2 separate regions of the Macaca mulatta genome follow, and region 1 is linked to region 2. A link is a contact called in public Hi-C data. All regions are on one chromosome and are shown on one strand. The core of a region is the stretch at or near the end of the contact, and the rest is flanking DNA. Distances in the headings are between cores, read along the strand shown. Region 1 holds the start of MYO7B (myosin VIIB). Region 2 holds the start of SFT2D3 (SFT2 domain containing 3).

What was found. A called contact is a pair of places that touch in the nucleus more often than the background predicts.
Region 1: a Hi-C map of fetal cortex germinal zone shows a contact between it and region 2, with 2.7 times the contacts expected there. The contact joins the promoter of MYO7B here to the promoter of SFT2D3 in region 2. A contact is called at or near these places in 4 of 14 Hi-C or Micro-C datasets (blood, cortical neurons, fetal cortex germinal zone and 1 more).

What each region holds. Positions count from the first base shown.
Region 1 is chr12:9,753,524-9,759,460 of T2T-MMU8v2.0, forward strand. MYO7B (myosin VIIB) reads right to left here and starts at 1,504. Exons shown (of 48, transcript XM_077956735.1): 1 at 115-1,504. It overlaps IWS1 (interacts with SUPT6H, CTD assembly factor 1), which reads left to right and starts at 1,579. Exons shown (of 17, transcript XM_077956771.1): 1 at 1,579-1,882; 2 at 4,713-4,828. The coding sequence starts at 1,849.
Region 2 is chr12:9,576,226-9,582,187 of T2T-MMU8v2.0, forward strand. It overlaps SFT2D3 (SFT2 domain containing 3), which reads right to left and starts at 2,730. Exons shown (of 3, transcript XM_028842724.2): 1 at 1,546-2,730. The coding sequence starts at 2,706. The coding sequence ends at 2,059.

The sequences.
Region 1 (5,937 bases), core at 254-2,753, 180 kb after region 2:
TCTCTGGTGAAACTAAAAGGTTCTCTTCCACCGAAACTCTTCCTGGAATTTTCATCTTTTAATCCTGCTCCATTTACACAGGTGTACTCTACATTTACACAGGTATACTCTCACCTTTAGAAGAGGGCTTAGAGCCTTGATATCTTCTATCAAGTGATTTGGTGTCGGGCATTGCTCATTCTTTGTTCTTCTGATTCTCAAGACTGCCTGAGAAGCTGCCATTCCCACAGCTGAAAATAAGGAATTTGGATTCCATGCTGTTTCCACCACATCGGAAAAGAATATCCGTGAACTCTCTTGCAGGAAAATGGGAATTTCCAGAGAGAAACCACTTCTCCCCTTTCTTCTCTTCCCACGTCCTCTTCAGGAGCCTATAATTGGGCTCTGCCAGCATACTCTGACTGGCTAACGAAGGGTCAGATATCTGTAGTAGTAACAAAACGCTCTTTTTCTACATGTCTACACCTCCTGGGGAATCTTTGCTTAAACCTCTACTGGCCCTCCTCCCATCAAAAGTCAAGAATGTTCCCCTCCCTGTCCAAGACTAAAATGAACAAGTAAGGAAATAGATTTTACTCAGCCTATTTCAACAGGGAGAGCACTCCAGAGACGATCAGTGTCTTGGCAGCGCAGTTTTGCCTTTTATAGGGAGGAAGGTGGAATGACTGACAGTTGGGATTGTTTTGCAATCAGGATAAATTTCAGTCAGGTGAACAGAAAATATTCTCTAACTAGTTTGGGGTCGGGGGAGTGTTCTAATCTCAACTAATTACTCGATTATCAGCAGCAGGAATTTAAGGTCTGTCTGGCTTTATTAACAGGCTCAGAATAAAGGGGAAAGGTCTGTTTGTCCTCGTCACAGGCAAACAAGGGGGTCATCTGCACGCGTTTTATCCGAGTCACGTGGCGATGGGTGGTTCTTCACAGTGTGCCGTTCCAGACACACAAATAGACGAAGGGGTTTCTTAATCACCGCTGTTTTCTAGGAACACAGGGCTCAGGTAAAGTTCAACTTCACCTTCCTCGGTGTTTCATCAGGGGAACCCTTCTGGAAGCAAAGATGTGTACTTCTTACTGCTGGCCAAATAGCTTCTTAACAAGGATGAAAGAGAGGAAGACGCTGGGAGAGGAGGCGCCGTGGCTCGCGCCAGTTAGTAACGCATCACAGCTCGCGGTCGTCGTACTACAAGTCCCAGGGAGCAACGCTCGCTTTCTCGCCTACTGCGGGCGGGAACGAGGCGCCTCGGGGCCTGACGGGAACCACCGTGGTTTGGCTGAATGACGGAAAAGTCATTTGAGCGGGTCTTCATTTTTCGGAAGAGTATCTCAAAAGCTCTTCAAACAAGGCACGGACACAGAATCTAGAAAATGATAAAGAATAAACGATAACGTTATTTCCACGGGGGCCAGACCGGGATCCACCCGAGCAAGGTATTTAATTAAAGCCCGAGCTCCAGCTCAGTTTTCCCAGGAGTCTCCTTTCCGGCCGTGCCTTGGCGTCAGTGCTGTTGCGTCTTCTCATTGGCCGGTTGACGGGTTGCGGCGCCTGCGCGCTGCATTCCTTTGAGGGTCGTGGGCAGACGCCATTTTGGCCCCAGCGGTGCTTCTAGGAAGTAGAGCGCCGGCTCGCGTGCCTGCCTGCCTGCCAGCCTGCCAGCCTGCCTCCGCTTCCAGGTCAAAGCATTCGCCGTTGCCGCTGCCGCTTTCTTACTCTCCGCACCCGTTAAGTTCTCCGGTCGGGCGGGAGTCTCTGAACACTCAGCCGCGCCTTCCGGGGTCACACCGCCTGGAAGGAGGTGACGGGGGCGGCGCGGGGCGCGGACACTCCCCGCTGAGAGTCCGCCTGCCATGGACTCGGAATATTACAGCGGCGACCAATCAGGTGGGGCAGGGACCTGGGGGACCGGGCTGGGGGGCGGAGCAGTTACTCGGCGGGTCTCGGCCTGGCACCCCGCGGGTGGGGGCAAGGAGGCCCCCGAAACCTTCCCTCCCGCGACCCGGCCCGAGGAGGGCAAGAGCCCACTGACCGGCTGCAAGCCTCGAAGCTAGAACGTTGGAGACGGGATTCTGGTGGGAAAGCTTTCTTCTGAATCGGCGAAGGTTTTTGCTGAAATTGGGAAGTCACTTTCGTATATTAAGCTCCTATTGTGTGCAAAGTGCTAGGGAAGGAGAGGTATCTTCTGTTAAGAGTTTTCAGTAGTTGAGTAGTTGGAGAATCCAAGGGGCGATGGGGCGGGGGATCCTTCCTACACTTTTCACTCCTAAGGGAGTGGTTTAATCTTGCCTGCAACACCGGACATAAGTGCAGGACGCATGTTTCAGATGCATGCATAGAGTAAGGAATGCACTTCTGGCACTTGTGATTTTTGTGCCTTTCTTCCACCTTGAGACGGTTCCTCTTTCTCCTCACCTTCCTCACCGAAGTTTGGTCTCCTTTCTTTACTGTTTGTTTATTCTGTAAACTCTTAATGGGGCCCACTCTGCTGGCACGGTGCTCGGCACCTGAGATTAAGGATAAGTGAAGCAGAACCTGGTGTGGGAAACACGTGGGGTTTGCTTTCCCTTTGTGTGCTAGTTGTATTGGGGGTTCTGTCTCAAAAGTTCTTAAATACACCCACTATGTAGCCACAAAAATTGAAAATTAAAAAAAAATTAAAAAAAAACTTGAGTTCTCAATGGTTTAAGCGTTAAGCTCTTTACTGTTTTGAGTTCATTGCTTTTCCTTACATAGGACAGTGAATTGTAATGACTGCAAAGGGTTTTCCAAGCATTCACTGCTTAAAAACACCTTCCTAAGCCAGGTGCGGTGGCTTATGCCTGTAATCCCAGCACTTTGGGAGGCGTAGGCGGCCAATGGCTTGAACCCAGGAGTTCGAGACCAGCCTGGGCAACATAGTGACACCACCCCCACCCCGCCACGCCCCTACCTCCCACCCCCAACCCTCGTCTCTACAAAAAAATGCGAAAATTAGTGTGGTGGTGCACACCTGTAGTCCCAGCTACTCAGGAGGCTGAAGTGGGAGGATCCTTTGAGCCCTGAGCCTGGGAGGCAGAGGTTGCAAGTGAGCGAAATTACACCACTGCACTCCAGCCTGGGCGACAGAGCAAGACTCTGTCTCGGAAAAAAAAAAAAAAACACTTTCCTGATACTTTCAAAATAGTTTTTTTTCCATTCATTTGTGTTTTTAAGTTACTTTTTAAAAAGTGGACTGGGCACGGTGGCTCACGCCTGTAATCCCAGCACTTTGGGAGGCTGAGGTGGGCGGATCACCTGAGGTCAGGAGTTTGAGACCAGCCTGGCCAACATGGTGAAACCCGTTCTCTACTAAAAATACAAAAAATTAGCCAGGTGTGGTGGCGGGCGCCTGTAATCCCAGCTGCTCAGGAGGCTGAGGCAGGAGAATCACTTGAACCCTGGGGGTGGAGGTTACAATGAGCTGAGATCACGCCATTTGCACTCCAGCCTGGACAAAAGGAGCAAAAAAAAAAAAAAAAAAAAAGTAATTGTATGTAATACTTGTACATAGGTTAAGTACTAAAAGAGGTAACAGAAAAATAGCAGTTCCCTGACTTACTCCCTCCACCCACTTCACATTCTTTTAGCTGTTTGGGGTGTTTACCTGTGTATTCCTAATTCGTTCACTCTCTTGCTGCATCATTTTTAGGCATTCTCTAATGATCTGTTATGCTAGGACATTTTAGCCTATGTGCCCCCTTCTCCCCTGTCTTCCCACTGTTGCAGCATAATTGTTAAACTTCAAAACTATTATTTTTGTCATGACCGTATATTCTTCTTAGCTAAGTAGATTAGCTCATTAATACGATAGTATCATAATGATTCTTCTTCCCCCCCCTCCATGTGGCTGCCTAAAGGAGAATGTGATTTCATTCTTATAGAACGTTTTGGTTTTCCTGTAGTTGACTACATTTTTTAAAACTTGCTTATTTTTATAAAACTGTTAAGTCTTCCTATCTTCTCAACCCTAACTTCCTCTCAATACGATTTTACTCTGTATTTTTAAAGCATTGGGGCTGGGTGTAATCCCAGCACTTTAGGAGGCAAAGGCAGGAGGATCGCTTGAGGCCAGGAGTTTGAGACCAGCCTGGACAACATAGCAAGACCCCATTTCAACAAAAATATTAAAGAAAGTTGGGTAACAGTTTTTATTTACAATTTTATATATGCTTTTCTTGAAGAAATTTTCAGTAGTTTTGGACTGGAGTTCCTTGTGTTCTTCATTTGTAAACAAATACTTACTGTATATCAGGTACTAGGCAGTGTTCTGGGCTCCAGAGATTTAGCAGTGAACCAAAATCCCTGTTCTTGTGGCACTTTCATTCAAGTGAAGAAGACCCACATTAAACAAAATAACTTCAGGTAGTAATATTAGAAGGTGGTAAATGCCCTGTAGAGAAAGACAGACCCAATTTTAACATGAAGTTGAAATAAATTGTTGACTTGGTGTTTAGTGTTGTTTCTTAAGCTACAAATTGTTTTTATGGTGTAGTTTTGCTGCCACATATTTCACAGTACGTGTTAGGATTGTTGGTATTTGTATGAGTATTGTCTTATTCAAAATATTAGCATCTTTAGTTATGCTTCCTCAGTGGTAACTTTTGCATTTACGTTATTCTTGATTCAGTGTGTTCATTTCACTGTAGATGTCATTCATCTTACACCATAAGTTGGTTTTTGTTTTGTTTTTAATCAGATGATGGTGGTGCTACCCCAGTACAGGATGAACGAGATTCAGGGTCAGACGGTGAGGATGATGTAAATGAGCAACACTCCGGATCAGACACTGGAAGTGTAGAACGTCATTCAGAGGTATTGGCTAACCAACATCTTTGGGAGGGCTTTTCCCTTGCATTCTGTGAGACCTGTTATGTTATAGGAGTTACAGAATCTCTGTGACAGTTTAGGGTTTAATCTCTGAGAGAAAAGGAGCATAAGTTAATAGAAAACTGCTTGAAAAATAAATAGGGGTGGTCTGGTTACTGTTGAAATCACAGTGAAATACGTTCTGATTGGGTCACATTTCAAATGTTGGGCAGCTTTCAACTGTGCGTATTGATTCAGAAATGGGCCTGGCCTTTGATATTTGGCTAAGTTTCCCTATTCTGCAATAATGTTGTAGTGGGGCATTGAGCATTTGCACTCTGAAGGAATACCACTTGAAGGTTACAGGGGTTATCACCTGTCAAAATTTATGTCAGCATTTGCCCTTCTCATTTTGAACTGTTATGGTGTGTATAAAGTATGTAATAATGTTTTTGTTTTTTTTTTTTGAGACAGTCTTGGCTCTGTAACACAGACTGGAGGTACAGTGGTGAGATCTTGGCTCGCTGCAGCCTCCGCCTCGTGTGCCCAAGACATCCTCCCACCTCATAGCCTCCTGAGTAGCTGGGACTACAGGCACAGGCCACCACATCCAGCTATTTTTGTTTTCTTGGTAGAGTCAGGGTTTCACCATGTTGGCCAGGCTGGTCTCAAACTCCTGACCTCAAGTGATCTGCCCGCCTCAGCCTCTCAAAGTGCTAGGATTACAGGCGTGAGCCACCACACCTGGCCCGCAAATATAATTTTAAGAGCTGTTTCTGTTTAATAATACGGAATAGTATTGGGTTTTGTGTACATTTTAACATATTTGGCCTAATACATAAATATTTCAGAACTGCTTTATTTGCCTTTCTGGTTATACATCATGTTAACAAGATAAAATTGGGAAATTTTTCAATAAATTCACCTTAAGTCTTCAGTAGACATGACTGAAACAAATAGGAATGATAAAGATGGAAAGATTTAAGAACTTTCTGTGCCTTATATTTTTCTTGATTACACATATGCAGAAAATTGTCCAATTTTTAGTAGGTATGATTAGAGATTATATTATTGACTCTGTCCTTTGACAGCATATCATACATTCAGCAAGTATT
Region 2 (5,962 bases), core at 1,480-3,979:
CTACATTATATCTATTAAATACATAATGGCATTTAAAAACATCACTGTCAGAATACATACTAGATGTTGTGATTTGAAGCTTATAAAAACTAGATTTTCAATGTTTGAACTGAGAGAAAATGTTTGAGACAGGGTCTCGCTGTGGCCCAGGCTTGGGTGCAGTGGTGCGATCACAGCTCACTGCAGCCTCGACCTCCTGGGCTCAAGTGATCTTCCCACTTCAGCCCCACCCCGAGTAGCTGGGATCACAGTTTTGTGCCACCACATCTGGCGAATTTTTAAAAGATTTTTTGTGGAGATGGGGTTTAACTATGTTGCCCAGGCTGGTCTTGAACTCCTGGCCTCAAGCGATCCTCCCGCCATGGCCTCCCAAAATGCTGAGATTACAGGTGTGAGCCACCAGCTGAGAAATGTTGAATTTTAAAGTTTTTATTTAAGAAATAAACATTGTAAAACATTATAAAACCCCCAACTATTGCAAGTTCTAGAGAAATTGAGAACAGAAATTTAGGTGACTAGAAAGAACAGCCAATGGCACAAGTCTTTACAATTAAAAAAATAAATCATTCTGAAAATACTGCATTTGCTCCCTCACTAGCAGCCGCCTGAGGTAGGTAACCTTGTTTACTGACGGGGAACAAGGCAGTATTCTTCACCAAATCTCAGGGCGGGTAGCCTGCAAGCCTACAGCGTGGGTGTTGGCCACTTGCGTCACTTGCTGGGACAGTGCTTAGGGACCTAACTTAGGAACATACATTTTGGGGCTGGAGGAAGCAGCAGTGCTCTACCGCGGCCCGGCAGACACCCTGTTAGGCAACACTGGGATCCAGCTCAGGAAAAGCATTATTTTCAAATTGTGCAAGCCAAGGCACAGAAGTGGTCTTCAACCTTGGGGAACGTAGAATCACCTGGGGAGCTTTAAAAAGGTCCTGATGTCTAGGACCTACTTCCCTGGTTCAGACTGCGTTGATCAGAGGTGTGGCTCTTCAAGTAACTGACATGCAGTCAAGCGCGAGAACCACTGGCACACAATGTTTAAATTCTAAATATATTTTACTTCCTAGTGTGTTGCTACTGACAAAACGTAGTCTTCTGGACTCATCAGAATGTTAGGCTCATACTTTTCTGGCAATAAATTACGGTAGGTAAAAGTAACCGCTGAACCTAAAATGAAGGAAGCAGCAATTAGATATAAAAAGCATCTTAAGATCAGCCTGCAAATTGTAAACTAGTTTACAAAGCAGACCATACAATGAGGAATAATTCGAGCTTGTAGAAATCCATGGTCTCCATCAGATACAGGTGTTCCGGATCTAGAATTATCTTCCTATTTGCAGGATTTCCGCAGAGCCCGCTAAGCTTGTACGCGCCCCTTCCTGGATCCCATGCTGCTTGGGGCAGGAAATTTCTTTTGGTCCATCGCTTTCGTCGTGAAATACAGAACTAATTTTCCTTTCATGTTATAAGGCACCATATGTATGATTTTGTTAACTGAAGAAAAAACCCGAGATTAACTCTTAAATAAGTACTTTTAAAAGTACTTACTCAGTGGCTGAATTCGGTGTTTAATAATCTGATACCCTTCTGGATTCGCCGGCACCGAAGAGAATAATTTCCAAGTTTTAGCACAGCCAAAACAAAAAATTACCGTCGCTAAGCTACATCTAGCGCTGGATTTTAAAATGACAAAACAGCCTGAGAAAAATCACGAGAGCAGCTAATTCGAAGAAAAGTCCTTTTTCTTTACTCAGCGGAACCTAAGATCACAGTTACTTCGACAGCAACTTATAACCGTCTCACATCCTGTCACCAGTTCAATGACAAAATCTGTTTTCAGAGCATGTGCCAAGTCCAGCACAAAACGCTGACATCGACGACCTCCCAACGCTGCGGTCGCCTCCCCTGGCAGCAGCCGCTCCCGGCTTAGACTCACAGGCGGTCACGGCAGGGTCTTCGCCGCGGGCGTCCCGGCACCGGCGTGCAGTCCTCGGCTCGGCAGGGGCAGTCTTCGACGGCGCTGGCTACGCGTCCTTCCCCAGTGGCGCGGGGTCGAGGTCCTCACACGGGCAGCACCTTGGTGAGGCCGGCGCCGCGGCCCAGGCGACCCAGCGCCAGGCGCAGCGCGGTGCCGCCGCCCCAGGGCAGCAGCCCGACCAGCGCGGCCAGCAGCGCGGCTACCTGCGCGCCCGCGCCCAGCACCGTGAGCAGCGTGCTGCGCAGGCCCAGCGCGGCGAACAGCGTGGCGCCCAGCGCTGCCGTGTAGAGCAGCGCGGGCCGGGACGGCGCTTCTTCGCAGCGCAGCAGCCGCCCGCACGCCGCGCCGCCCCGCAGCAGCGCGCCTCCCGCCAGCGCCAGCGCGGAGCCCAGCGACCAGAGCAGCGCGAACTTGCGCGCGCGCAGCAGCAGCACCGGCGCGTAGAGCGCGGCCAGGCCGAAACAGAGTGCCGCCAGCAGCAGGCACCCGCCGCCCGCCGCCAGCCGCTGCCCGCGCGTCACGCTGGGCAGGCACGCCGGGCCCGCAGCCACCGACTCCCCAGGGCTCCGCGCCCAGGTCCAGGGTAGGCCCGCGCGGCCCAGCCACGCCCCCGCCGGCCCGTCCCCGGGCTCCTCCGCCTTCCCCGCGGCGAGCAGCGGCTCCGCGGCCGCCGGGCCGCCCCCTTTCCCCTGCGCCAGGTACTCCTGCAACTGGCGGTGGAGGTCCGCCATCTTGGACAAGGTGGCGGCAGGAAGGAAAAACACCGTTCACATCCGGCCCTCCCCGGCCGCGGGCGGAAGCGGCTCGGCCTTCGGGCCGCAATTGGTCGGCCGCGGCGAAAGGGGCAGGGCCTGCGGCGCTCGCGGAAGTGCCGAGGTGCCTCTTCCGCGGACTTTTGTGGTGTCCTCAAGTACCGCGGGCGTAGGTGCAGTTTGTCCGCCTGCAGTCGCCCTCCCAGCGCCTGACCCTCTTCCTTGTTCTGAGTACGCGCCCTTACGGCCTGGCTAAGTCCTGCCAGCATTAATAGTTGGAAGGCAAGGGTGGGCGGGGTTCTAAAGGGGCACAAGAGGGACCCTTTTGCTGATAGAAATGTCCTGTGGCCTCACTGTCTGCGTCTACCGTGGCGGTGATATTGTGCTAGTTTTGCAACATGGAGGAATGGGTAAAAGGTACACGGGATCTGTTTCTTACAACTGAACACAAACTTAACAGTGATCTCAACATAAAAATTTGATTTTTTAAAAAAGTTGAGATCTGTGTGACTCAGGTGGTTTTGTTTGGGGGGAAAGTTGCGTCCTGATTGGTTACGTCACTTGTAGTAATAGTGACCATCCTAATCACTTACCATGGGGTTGATAAAGGAAGGGTTGACACCCAGTAAGCTCCACCTGCTTCTCTATTCTGTTCTCAGTTTCAGCCACAGGCCTGGCAACATGCTTGAGTCCTTCGCGCCCCTTGTCCAAGACTCTGTGCTGCTGTTCTGTGTGTTTGGTGTCACTCTCGTGCTCGGGACACCGCCACGCCCAGGTGTCCTGACTCATCGTCAGATCACTCTGACAAGCTAACCATCCCGATTTATTCCGAGGCCGCACCCACGTGTCCTGCTCTTTCTCAGAGCCTCCTAGAGGATGTCTGCCTGTGGTTCTTCTCACAGGTCCGATTCCTCCAGATTCTTCCAGCTGCCTCCACAGCTCCCCTCACCACCTTGGCTTCCCCTGGGTGGCCCTGCGTCCTTGGTCCTCTGCCCTAGGTGGATGTAAAGTTAATGGCTTCCTGCTGTTTGACTTCTCAGCCTTTCCATCCCCTGTGTGACTAATCTCCCCCACTAAGTTCCTTTTAATGCTTTCTGTTTTCTTGGTTGGATCCTGACAGATGTAATTCTTTTTCAAAATACATTCTGATTTGTTATCACTTGATAATAATAGTGACCATCCTGATCACTTAGCATGGCTAAACCATTAGGATGGCTAGGATCGAAACAAAAAACAAAAACAACACACCAGAAAGTTACAAGTCTGTCAAGGATGTGGAGAAACTACAAGCCTTGTGCACTGTTGGTGGGAATGTAAGATGCTCAGCTGCTGTGGAAAACAGTATGGAAGTTCCTAGAAAAATATATATATAAATAAATAAGTATATATATATGTATATATGTACACACACAGAGATACATAGACACATAAACATATACACATATTTGAATACATATATGTGTGTGTGTGTACATAATTACAGTCTGATCCAGCAATTCCACTCTGGATATATACCCCAAAGAATTGAAAGCAAGGTCTCAGAGATTTGTATAACTCTTCATAGCAGAACTATTCATGTTAGTCAAGAGATGGAAGCAACCGAAGTGTCCACCAGCAGATAAATAAATAAAATGTGAGATATGCATACAGTGGACTGTTACGCAGCCTTGAAAAGGAAGGAGATTCTGACGCATGCTACCACATGGATGAACCTTGAGGACATTATGCTGAGTGAAATAAGCCAGTCACAAAAAGGACCAATACTGCATGGTTCCACTTCTGTGAGGTACTTAGAGTATTCAAATATGCAGAGCTAGAAAGTGGACTGGGGACGTAAATGCCCATCAGTGATGTTACCTAATCATTTATGCAGCTACCATATAGAAAAGGCAGGACTGTGCTGCCCATTTTATAGGTGAGGGAAGCTGAGAAATACCAAGAAGTTAAGTAACCTACCCAAGGTCACCTACAAAACTGACAGTAGGGTAGTGTTAGGTTGTGATTTCTGGTTTCTAACCTTGTGGGCTTCCCGTTGCAGGAAGAGGCTTTTGCTGGGGGTCCTTCTGTGTGAGCCCTGGATGGGTTTTCTGCTGTGGTTTGGCTGCAGGGAGGGAAGGTCATTAACAAAACCCACCTTCCTCCAGCACTGCAGCAAAACTCATCCTAACAACCATCTCTTGCTTCCCCGTCTCCCTTGAAGCCCTTCTACCAGGCCTTCAGTCCACCGCGCCAGCAAAATCGTTCATCACAAAATCGCCAGACGCTGTTGGCTAGTGCAGTGAATTTCAGCCTTCAGCCCCAGGATGACACTGTGGGCTCCTCTCTTGGCTGTTCCTCCTCCTGAGCCCTCAGCGTTGCTGCTCCTGGGGGATCTCCTCTTTTCTCTCTCAGCACCCTCTGGCCCAGCCCGTGTTGTTAAAACCCTCTGGGTACAGATCCTCCCCTACTTCTCCACCAGGCATCTGATAGACACCCTGGAGGTCGTGTGCAGAACCAGACACTTCACTCCTGACTTCCCCTCCTCATCCCCCAAAACCTGTAGCTACCCCCTCCTCCGCACCTCAATAATCGCACCCCATCAGCAAGTCCCGCCACTCTACCTTGGAAACAGATCCAGTACCAGCCCATTCTCCCCTCCACCACTAACCCCACATCTGGGCGCCTGCCTGCACCCCACCACAGTGTCCCTGTTTTGGTCCATGCTTTCTTCACGGTTCACACATCGGCCTGAGGGACCTTTGTCCATTGAGTCAGATGATGTCACTCCCCCATTGCTCACCTCACACTCACAGAAGCGACTTCCTCACCTCGCCCACGTTGCCCTGTGGGATGGCCCGGGACCTGTCTGCCTCCACTCCCCTGCTTTCTCCCGCCTCCATCCTGTTCTACATCGGGTGGCCTTTGGGTTGTTTCTGGATCTGTCAAACATGTTCCCCTAAAGCATTCCTCCCACCCCAAATATCTTCACAGCGCCCTCCCTCATTTCTTCAGGTCTCTACTTCAATGTCACTTTCAGAATGTCCTTCCCTGACCTCCCGGAAGCAGTGGCTCCCGTCACCCTCCACCCTTTTCACTCACAAGCATAACGGACGGTGGCACACTCATTTCCTGGGTGGTTTAAGAACAGGCAAATGCCTTTCCAAGTCTCCCTCCCTCCCCATCCTTCATTTTGAGCCTGTCCTTCCTTCTGGGCTCCATTCACAGTGAACGTTGATGTGGATGGAGATGCAAAGGA